Regions from separate parts of the Muntiacus reevesi genome. Here region 2 is linked to region 1. Evidence: chromatin contacts called from public Hi-C data. All regions are on one chromosome and are shown on one strand. Each heading gives the region's core, a stretch centred on a gene start, on an enhancer-like site or on the middle of the called end of the contact. The rest is flanking DNA. Distances are from core to core; before and after follow the strand shown. Region 1 holds the start of RPS19BP1 (ribosomal protein S19 binding protein 1). Region 2 holds the start of ADSL (adenylosuccinate lyase).

What was found. A called contact is a pair of places that touch in the nucleus more often than the background predicts.
Region 2: a contact with region 1 is called in a Hi-C map of blood, with 7 times the contacts expected there. The contact joins the promoter of ADSL here to the promoter of RPS19BP1 in region 1. A contact is called at or near these places in 2 of 3 Hi-C or Micro-C datasets (blood and muscle).

Annotation. Positions count from the first base shown.
Region 1 is chr1:54,526,241-54,531,723 of mMunRee1.1, reverse strand. RPS19BP1 (ribosomal protein S19 binding protein 1) reads left to right here and starts at 2,447. Exons shown (of 4, transcript XM_065944345.1): 1 at 2,447-2,606; 2 at 2,757-2,885; 3 at 5,392-5,483. The coding sequence starts at 2,555.
Region 2 is chr1:55,213,960-55,219,442 of mMunRee1.1, reverse strand. It overlaps ADSL (adenylosuccinate lyase), which reads right to left and starts at 3,287. Exons shown (of 13, transcript XM_065944404.1): 1 at 3,066-3,287; 2 at 1-84. The coding sequence starts at 3,236.

The sequences.
Region 1 (5,483 bases), core at 1,198-3,697:
GCGGCCGCTTGTCACCTCCAGAGGCCGGCAAAGACGCTGCAGGAATCCACTCCTTGTTTGGAACATAAGGAGACAAAAAATCCCTCCACGCCGGCAACCGTGTGCTGACCATCCATCCCACGTTGGGAGGAGAAAGGGGGTACGGTCGAGCTTTGTCCTTTGCCCTCCTGAAAGGCAGACTTACTCATCCCACGATGAGTGGACCTGGACGTCTCTGCCTTCCTCTCTCTGATTTGCACGTTTATGGAACCCTTACAAAATGCCAGACTCTGTTCCAGGCGCTTGATGTAATAGTGAATAAAGAAAGATGCCTGCCTTTATAGAGTTTATACTGAGGAATGGGTGGGGAAACATTCAATAAACACTACATGAATGCATCAGTTCAGTTCAGTCGCTCAGTGGTGTCTGACTCTTTGCGACCCCATGGACCGCAGCACACCAGGCTTCCCTGTCGATCACCAACCCCCGGAGCTTACTCAAACCCATGGCATCGCGCCCATGATGCCATTCAACCATCTCATCCTCTGTTGTCCCCTTCTCCTCCTACCCTCAATCTTTCCCAGCATCAGGGTCTTTTCCATTGAGTCAGTTCTTCTCGTTAGGTGGCCAACGTATCGGAGTTTCAGCTTCAGCATCAGTCCTTCCAATGAATATACAGTAACAGAAATAAGAAAATCTGGCCATTTCAGAAGCAGGAAAAAAGAGCCTGTCTGACAACATCACTGGGATGTGGGACCATCCCACCCCCCCACAAGCCCTCAGGGCAAATCTGTGGCCCTGATGCCAATGAAATCACTCAGCCCTTTGCTCCTCCAGGGCCACACCTGTCCCAAGGGACATGCCCCCACTACAGGGTCCTCCTGCCCTGGACACTCCCCTCCCACACGGCCAGCTCTTCTGCAGAGGCCTCCTGACACACACCGCATCCTGGGTAGCTGGCACAGGCCAGCAATGCATAAATGCTCCAGCCCGATGGTCTTTCTTTATTCCCAGCTCTGACACCACCTGTGTGACCTGGATAGGTTCCTTGGCCCCTCTGGGCCATTTGTAAAATGGGGGAAACAGTGGCTTCTACTTCAGAGCGAGGGGGGTGATATAAGTAAGTCAACAAATGTTAAACACTGAAAACAGCACCTCAAAGAAGTGTTTGTTATTATTGTTTGTTTAGGTTTTTCTCTCCCTTCTGGACTAGCTGGTGGGGGTTAGTAAGGTTCATTCACATAGGAGCAACTGAGTCACCTCCACGTCCTACGCACTACAGAGTCTAGTATACAAAAGGCCCTCAGAACATGTTTGTACTGCGGATTCATTCGCTACTCACTTATTGAGTATCTTCTGAATGCCAGGTACTGGGCTAGGAGCTCAGATGGAGCAGTGAACAAGGCAGGGTTACTCCCCACAGCAAGAAGAGTACTAATTTCTAAGCCAGAATTTCTCAAACTATCAATATCTTATCTAAGAAACTCTGTGTGGGTGCTCAGTCGTGTCCAACTCTTTGCAACCCCATAGCCTGTAGCCTGCCAGGCTCCTCTGCCCATAGGACTCTCCAAGGCAAGAATACTGGAGTGGAATACTATTTCCTCCTCCAAGGGATTTTCCAGACTCTGGGATCAAACCATGTCTCCTGAGTCTCCTGTTTTGGCAGACAGATTCTTTACCACTGAGCCACCTGGGTAGCCCAAGAACCTCTTCCCTCTTAAAAAACTTCAGGATCCCAAAGAGCTTTTGGGACAACAGAGGATGAGATGGCTGGATGGCATCACCGACTGGATGGACATGAGTTTGAGTAAACTCCGGGAGTTGGTGATGGACAGGGAGGCCTGGCGTGCTGCGATTCATGGGGTCGCAGAGAGTCGGACACGACTGAGCGACTGAACTGAACTGAATGAGAATTACCACGTTAGAAACTAAAACAGATACATTTAAAAATGTCTATTAATTTAAAATGACAGTAACAAACTCACATGTTAACATAACTGACACATTTTAACGAAAATGGTTGTCTTTTCCAAAACCAAACAAAATAGTAAAAAAAAAAAAACAAAAAACACTGATACTGTTTGGAGTTTTTGCAAATATTTTTAATGTCTGATTTAATGCAAAACAGCTGGATTCTCATGCTAAACTATACGTTGCTCTGGTTGAAGAATATGGAAAAAATACTTCCAAAAATATATTCTCCTTTTTCGTAAAAATTGAGAACACTAATATTCCGCCCCTGCACCGGCCTTGCCCACTACGCAGCGGCAGACCGGAGAGGCTTTACCTGCCAAGTTGGGCTACAGGCGCACGGCTTCCGGGAGAAGGTGCTGCCTGTCTTTCAAAGGGTTGATTGGGATGCGATTGGACGACAAATGCCTCCTTCGGCGCTTTGGCCCCGCCTCCAGGTCCCGCCCCCTTCCCTCCGATTACCTCACTCTTGCGTTCTAAGGAAGGAGGGTACTTCCGTCCTCTCACTGTGAAACTTTTCGTTCAAGCTCAGGTTTCCGCCGAAACCACCAAGGGAGCCAACGGCGGAAGTAATTGAGACGTGTGGGCGGGATTAAGCGCCGCCATGTCGGCCACCTTGCTGCGGCGAGGCTTGGAGCTATTGGGGGCGCCTGAGGGTGAGGCTCTCCCCGAGGACTTTCGGCCGGGCGGGAAGGTGGCAGGGGCTGGGGGCAGGAGCCCCGAGGGTGCCGAACGATCCAGACCAGTCTTAGCCTGGGTGGGATGGGAACCCTGAGCGCCCTCCGACCCGAGTCCGTTCTTTACAGCCCCCGGGGCCGCTCCAGGACACACCAAACCCAGCCAAGCTCCGACGAAGCGGACCCGGAAGGCGAAGGCGACCCAGGCCCAGAAACTGCGGAACTCCGCCAAGGGAAAGGTGCCCAAATCGGCGCTGGGTGAGCTTGGGAAGGGGCTGAACGCGCTGCTCCCGGGGAGGAACTGGCGCTGGAGTCAGGGCTTCAAATGCTCCCCAGGCGTTTCTAGAATACCTGCGGTGCGACGGGCCCGGAGCGGGGTCCTGGGAACACGGAGATGAACGAATCACATCGTCCCGACCCTCAAGGTCTACAGTCCTAGTGGGGAGAGAACACTGAGGAGTTTCAAAATCAGCCTATGGTTGGGTCGCTGTGATGAGGTTTGTGCTGTAAAACTGCTGCTGCTGCTAAGTCGCGTCAGTCGTGTCCGACTCTGTGCGACCCCATAGACGGCAGCCCACCAGGCACCGCAGTCCCTGGGATTCTCCAGGCAAGAACACTGGAGTGGGTTGCCATTTCCTTCTCCAATGCATGAGAGTGAAAAGTGAAAGGGAAGTCGCTCAGTCATGTCCGACTCAGCGACCCCATGGACTGCAGCCTACCAGGCTCCTCCGTCCATGGGATTTTCCAGGCAAGAGTACTGGAGTGGGTTGCCATTGCCTTCTCCAGCTGTAAAACTAGGGTACTTTGAAAGGGACTTAGAATACTAAGACTTCTCTGAGGAAGCGACATTTAAGCACAGACCTGATGGAAGTATAACAATGAGTTGGGGTAAGTATACTGTTGGCATATGTGGAATCAGAAGTTTATTATTAATCTTTGAAATGTTGAAAGAAAGAAGCCTGGTCGAGGTGACATATAGTAAACGAGGGTCAGAGACAGCGTTTAATGCAAGTTAACCCTCCGGGTGCTCTTCTAAGCCTCTGACAGATGTTTGCTCATTTGTTCTCACAACTCTGTGAGGTCGGCGCAGTCATTAGCCCCATTGCACAGATGCAGAAACAGACCCCTGCCCAGATGGTACAGGTGGAAACCAGGCAGTGTGTCTCCAGAGCCCTGCTCCCACCTATTCCTTCAAGTAGAAGGAGCTGTGGCCTGAGCACTGGTGACAGTGCAGAGTCAAGAAGAGAGTCCTGCAGATGGAAGCTGTGTTGATGGTGTCAGTGGTGGATTAGCTGTGAGGATGGAGGAAGAGGGAGTCGGCGAGAACCGAGCATCTTAGAGGGATTTGGCGCCACTTAATGAGATGTACAGACTTGAAGAGGGACAGGTGTGGGCAGGATGGTGGGGTGTTTGATGGTTTTACCTGTGGCAGGACTCGGTAAGCTCCTAGTGTGTCTTCAAATCCCCAGTCTTAGTTGCTCAGTTGTGTCTGACTCTTTTGCAACCCCATGGACTGTAGCCCGTCAGGCTCCTGTGTCCTTGAGATTTTCCAGTCAAGAATACTGGAGTGGGCTGCCATTTCCTCCTTTAGGGGATCTTCCCAACCCAGGGATCAAACCCAGATCTCCCACATTACAGGCAGATTCTTTACTGTCTTGAGCCACAAGAGAAGCCTCAAATCCCTAGGGCCTGGTGCAATATAAAGGTATTCAAGTATTTGTTAAAAGAACTATGAATCTCGGGGAGGAAAGACAACAGGAGCAAGTGTGAAAGCAGGGAAGTGAGCCTGGGTTGAGCCACAGTGATGCCAGGGTGGAGCGGGCAACACCCTCCATCCCCACTCACCCCACCCCCCTGCCATGGCACGTGAATGAGGGGACTCTCAGGGCCAACCTAAAGGACGCCTCTGTGGCTGCCACCTCGGTCTGAGCTACACTGTCTCTTGCCTGGATTATTACAAAAACCTCCTAATTGGTCTTCTCCTTCCTTCTCCCCTCATCTGTTTCTCACCACAGCAGCTGAAGTGATGCCGTAAAATCCTAGGTCAGACCTGTCTCTACCTTGCCTCGCACCCTCCAGGGACTCCCATCAGCCTTGGTGAGAGCCTGAGTTCTTGCCATGCCTCCATGCCTGCTGAGGCCCCCCATAATCTGCCCCCTCCAGCTTCGTCCCCTCAGGTTCTCCCCTCCCCATCCTTCAAGCACATTAGTCACACTTCTGCTCAGAGCCTTTGACTCTCCAGAATGCTCTTCCTCCAGTCTTTGCTCAGAATTCCTTTCAGTGAATTTCAGGTCTTCTCAAAGCTTATTTATTTAGACTTGCCACCTTCCCCCCATCCCCCACATTTCTCATTTCTGTTTACCGTTCTCTTTTTCTCAATAAAACGTTCACCCTCTACTGTTTGCCTTGTTTACCATCTCTCTTTCTTCAGAATGGAAGTTCCATGAGGGCAGGACTTTTGGTCTGTTCTGTTTCCGGCTCTGTGCTCTGTACCTAGAACAGTGCCTGACACACAGTAAATGCCCAGGACACATTTGTTGAATAAATCACTTGAGCAGCTGGAACCAAGGGGGACTTTGAGCGGGATCTACGTGGAGTGTGGCTTTGACAGAAGAGGCCAGACTGTTGCAGTGACATGGGGAATGGACCATGGGGCCTTCGGCAGGGCTGGGGGGCGGGGGTGGAGTGGGGAGACGTCAGAAGGGGACCCAGGCAGCTTCGAGGGAGTGAATCTGGAATGAAACCACCCTCTCTGCCTCCACAGCTGAGTTCCGGAAGAGAGAGCGTCGAGGTTACCTTGGAGTAAACCTGAGGTTTATGACCAGTGCAAGAAGCACAGTGGATGAATCCATCACC
Region 2 (5,483 bases), core at 2,038-4,537, 690 kb before region 1:
CTCAGCTGCCATCTTGAAGTCGATGTTGTCCAGGTTTGATTTCATCTCCTGGATTTGTTCATCTGTGATAGGCAAACCCAGTGCCTGCAGAACAGGCAAAATAAAATGAAATAGCTTCTTATGTCACATTATTTGAATGGAAATGACAGTAAAAAAGAAAACTGATTCATGTTAGTGTTTATGCCCTACCTTCCAATTCTTAAACTAAAATTTGGGGGAACTAAACTAAAAGGACATGGGGAGGAAGAAACAACTTTCTTTTTAAAAATTCTGGCTGCTCTGGGCCTTTGCTGTGGCACGTGGGCTCTTTTTGAGGGCTCAGTAGTTGCAGTGCTCAAGCTTAGTTGCCCTGCTGCCTGTGGGATCTCACCTCCCTGACCAGGGATCGAACCTACATCCCCTGCATTGGAAGGTGGATTCTTACCCACTGGACCACCAGGGAAGTCCCCAGGAAACTTTCTAAATAAATCATCACAAGTTATATTCTAAGCAAACTCCAACATACACAACACCGTAGTCCTGATTTCTGTTCCTTCTGCCCCGACATCTCTGCTCACTCCCTCACAGGTTCTGGTCTCTGGGCTCAAACGCCATCTCCTCAGAGAGGCTTCCCTGACGTCAACATGAAACACCCTTCTTCAGTGTCACTCGCTATCCCTTTAGCCTGGTTTTATTTAGAGCACTTACTGCCATATAACATTTTTACACATCTTTCAGCCTATCTCTCCTCTCTAGGGTGTACAGACTCCCTGAAAGGAGAGCTTTGTGGTATTTATTGCTTAGACTCTTTAGTGCGCGGCTCTTAAGTGCCCAGAGTGTGGGATCCCGGCCACAGCTTTATATCTGATCTAGATGGATTTAGTCAGAGAAACCAAAATTAGCAACACTGTTAGTAGCTCTGCCAACAAATTATGTGCCGCGAATTCAGTGAAACTGAAAGCAATTCCAGGAGATATTAATGAGAAAACAAACACATCAACATCTTACATTCCTCCATCACTGAATAAAATCAGGCTGACAAAAAACAGCTGGCAGCCCACAGGCAGCTCAGAAACCTCGAGCCAAGTGCTGAATCTGTACATTGGTGAATTTTACCCAAACCTCACTTCAAAGTCCCAAGGCCTGGTCCTGAGAAGGAGCTCACATCTTAAGACCTATCTAGTCAGATGTGGCTATTTACATTTAAACTAGTGAAAATTAAATTCCTCGGTCACACTACATCTGGCCAAGCTGCTTTGGATCTCTGAGCAGACATCGTAAGGCTGCTCCCATAACAGAACAGCAGGGGGCAGTGTGGACAAACTGCTTCCTCCCCAAGCAACTCATCCTCTCAAAATCCAAGGTGGACGAATTTTCTGCACAGGCCCTAAACTCTCATTCCTCAAGTTTTTTTTTTTTTTTTTTTTTTTTAGCTACTAAATTATTACGCACTTCATGCTGTTCATTTTGACACCCTAGCTAATAGATAATACAGATTCAGGAGATATCAAAATGGGATGCATTTCAGGCAATGTGTAGACTGGGCAGAGGAAAGGATGCATACTGACTCCACATTTCAATTCCAGCTTGAAGTTCTTACAAGCTTTGGTGACTGGCGCCAACCTCATCTACAGGGAGTACCAAGTGAAACAGAAAACAGAATACATGCTAGTAGGTAACAAACCACAACACACTGCATGTCCTGATCTATTTATTGTTATCTGAGCTCTATGTTTATGAAATCTGTGCCTTCATTTTATCCTCTGTAAAATAGGAATCACATACTTATAAAGAATTGTTTTGAGAATTAGTAAATTAATTTTTAAGGTTTTCAAACTGCAGAGCACACATAGCAGGCACTGTAGAAACATCTGCTAGCATTTAAAAAAAATTTTTATTGGAGTATAGTTGATTTAAAAGAATGTGTTAGTTTCAGATGAAAAGCAAAGTCAATCAGTTAGCATATATCCATCCACTCTTTTTTAGATTCTTTTCTTTCATAAGCCATTGCAGAGTATTGTGTCTGCTAGTGTCATCTACTACTTTACTTCTTGAGCAAGGTGATAGGAAGGTGATAAAATCTAGGAAGAAAGTTTCCTGTTTGGGGACCCTATACCTTGGTCCTAGGTAGATACTCAGATTGTTTTTGAGGTTACTGTATGTCATTTTGGAGAGGACTGCCATCTTGCTTGTTGTGGCATTTTTCTCGGAAACTTTATAGCTCTTTGGATCACCCTCAGCTTCCTTCAGCGCTTCTGTGAAGATCCTTCTGGGGCTATTTCTGAAACCGCTGGGCAGAATACCTCTACATGAAGCTCTCAGAACCCGTAACTCGCATCTAATAACCCCCTACCCTGATTCTCTCTCCCCAGAGACAAAAAAAGGCAGTCTACTGAAGAGGAAACAATGGCCCAGCAAATGTGTATTTTGCAGAGACAGGTCTCTGACTACACAGAGGCATGTGGAGGGTGAGGTGGTTGGGTGCTCAGTCAGGCTTTGCAAGGTCATGGGTTCACACCCGGGTTCCTTTATTAATACGTGAGTGCTAACTCGCTTCAGTCATTTCCGACTCTTGGCGACTCCATGGACTGTATAGCCTGCCAGGCTCCTCTCTCCATCGGATTCTCTAGGCAAGAATACTGGAGTGGGTTGTCATAATGGTTAGGAGCAAATATCTCACTGGCACATCATCGGGGCTTGGTCTTCTCTCCTATAACGTGGGAAACCGCCCCCTAGTTTGCAAAGTCTTTCTGGGTTAACCGGGTAAAGACGTGTACAGAAGCGAGCACAACCGCACAGAAGGAGCACTCAGCGGTGCACTCCTACAGGAACCGCCAAGACTTACTCCCGGAAACGGTAACTGCACTTCTCGCCGCCCACCGTCCATCTCCGACCCTCCACCATTAAAACATGTGAGGTAACAGGTGACGACGGCTGGGCCTCCTGCCCTGGCCTTCCTGGGGCCGTTCCTCCGGAAAGGGAACATCCGGCCGAAAATAGCGGGGCAGCTGCCGGGGGAGGCTCAGCCCGCGCTGGAAGTCCCAGCCTGGCACGTGCGGGGCCGGGCCCGCCTCCAGGTGCGTTACCTGCTCGGCCTCCGCCAGCCACAGCCAGAGCTGCCGCCAAGTCCGGAATTTGTACTTGTCGCTAAACAGGAAGCACATCTCCGGGCTGGCATAACGGGAGGCAAGCGGCGAGCGGTAGCTGTCGTGCCCGCAGGCCGCCTCCCGCCCGCCACGGTCGCCGCCCGCGGCCATGCCGGACTCTGGACCTCGCCGGAGCCAACAGGGTCAGCGAGGGCGGAAGCGGAAGTCCGAGGGCGGGACTTCCTCCACTTGGTTCCACCCCCGGCGTTTCCGGGAGACCCGAGACCTCAAGGCTGCTGGGTTTAGGCTCTTCGCTACTGAGGGTTCAAGAGTTTCTCTTCGTTTTACGAGAAACGTGATCAGTGCTTCACAAGTTACCTCTGCAGCTCTGCGTCTCAGTTTTCTCATCCGAAAAAAGATACATTAAGACCCGCCTTTAGGATTGCTCTGAGGACATCAAATCGATGTCCAAGACATTTGGAAAGCTTTTTTTTTTTGTTGTTGTTGCTATTATTTTTGTCTTCTCCCCCTCCCCCACTCCTACCGCCCGGTTCTGAGACAAGTACAAGAGAAGGGAAATCGGCATTGAGTTCCCCGCCCTGGAACACTTTCTCACTACAGCTTACTCAAGGTCCAGGTCAGAAAATGTCACCTGATGAACCCACTCTTCCCTCTGGTTGGCCACTAATAATAAAACCACTAACGTTTATGGTGGTCTCACTGGTGGCTCAGACGGTAAAAAAATCTGCTTGCGATGCAGGAGACCTGAGTACGATCCCTTGGTGGGGAAGATCCCCTGAAGAAGGAAATGGCTACCCCACTCCAGTATTCTTGCCTGGAGAATTCCATGGACAGAGGGAGCCTGGTGGGCTAGTCCATGGGGTCGCGGAGTCCGAGGGTACTGGACTCTTAAACTTAACTCTTAACGAGGGTACTGGGGACTAACACTTAACTTTCACTAGGTATCAGGCACTGTCCTGAGTGCTTTACACATTAAATCCATGTGAGGGTCCTGAATTGTTCAGGTATTATTAAATAATATAATACATTACTCTCCAGTGCAGAGTAAATGCTCAATAAATGCCGGCCATTATTCTGATCCCCATTTTTCAGGTGACAAAGTGAAGGCATGGGAGAGTTGACCGTCTTGAGATAGCTCACACGTGGCTAGAAGGGCATGAGCTAGGAGTTAGGGCAAGAGCTAGGAGTTAAGTGTAGGCAGACAGGCTCCAGGCTCCCAGTTCTTACCAAACTCAAATGTATTCTTTCCTTTGTGCTACAGTAGCAGCTACTATATTGCTTTGAAATTACCTGTTTTTTAGTGTCTCACTATAAGGGGATGTCCATTTTGAATTCTCAGCTTGTTGGTTGAGGTGAATGGCCCTGGCCCCTTTCCCAGTAACCGTTAAGACTTAAGGGATATTAAAAGTTCTGATTAGATCTCAAGATTTGCAAGATCTCATCTTTGACAATAACTTTTTGTCACCTTTCCGTTTTTTTTTCATGATTTACTAAAAAATAGACGGACCTCCCCTGTAGTGTTCTCCATTCCCACCTCAGATTTCATACAGGTCTCTCTCGTACCTCTCACCCGAGTTCACTGCTGTCGGCCTTTTCCATCGATGGCAAGCTTGGTGCGAGTGGGGATCACGCCTGCCTTGGTCCCCGGTGTCTCTGGCAGGTGGATCCAGCACGGGACTTCACAGCACAGGTGCTCAGTGAGTGAGTGCGGGGTAAACGAATGCTGTCCAGAGGCGCCTAGCCCACGAAGGGAAACAAGGCCCACAGTTACCAAGATTCAAGTTAGACCCTGACATCGCCCTTCCCTTTCCCCCAGTCTCTCGAATTCCTTCAGTGTCTTCAGGCCGTAGATCCTTCATGTCTCCACCTGGGCTTCAGAATTGTCAGAGTGGACTGCAGCACCAATCCTGGAAGGCCTTGGCCATCAGAGAAGCCCATCAGTTACCTGGTATTATCACCCACATTTTCCTCACCTACGTCCCCCCTGGAGCTGCAGATGATTGGTTTTGGGGGGTGAGGGCAGTTCTGGAAAGATGGCCACTCCCTGCAACTCCGCACTCTTTGCGGACTGCTCCAGGGCTGTCGCTGCTGGGCTGTGCTGAGTTTACTACCCTCGCCTTCCACGGTGCCTCCTACCAACCTCACAGTCTTCCTCGGTCGTCCAGCCTCACCGGCTCTGCTCCTCTCTGCTGTTGCCGCCTCCGATAAGAGTTTCTGTTTCCAGGCTCTCTATTCAGTCAGGAAAGGATCTTGCTCTTTCAATTATTTTATCTTGAATCTCTCCAGTTCTGCCTCCCTTTGGTGTGTGTGTGTGAAATGCACAGATCTCTTCCACTACAGAATCATCTTCACGTGTTCTCTTATGAAAATCTCTCTTACTGGCTGCCTATTCACCCA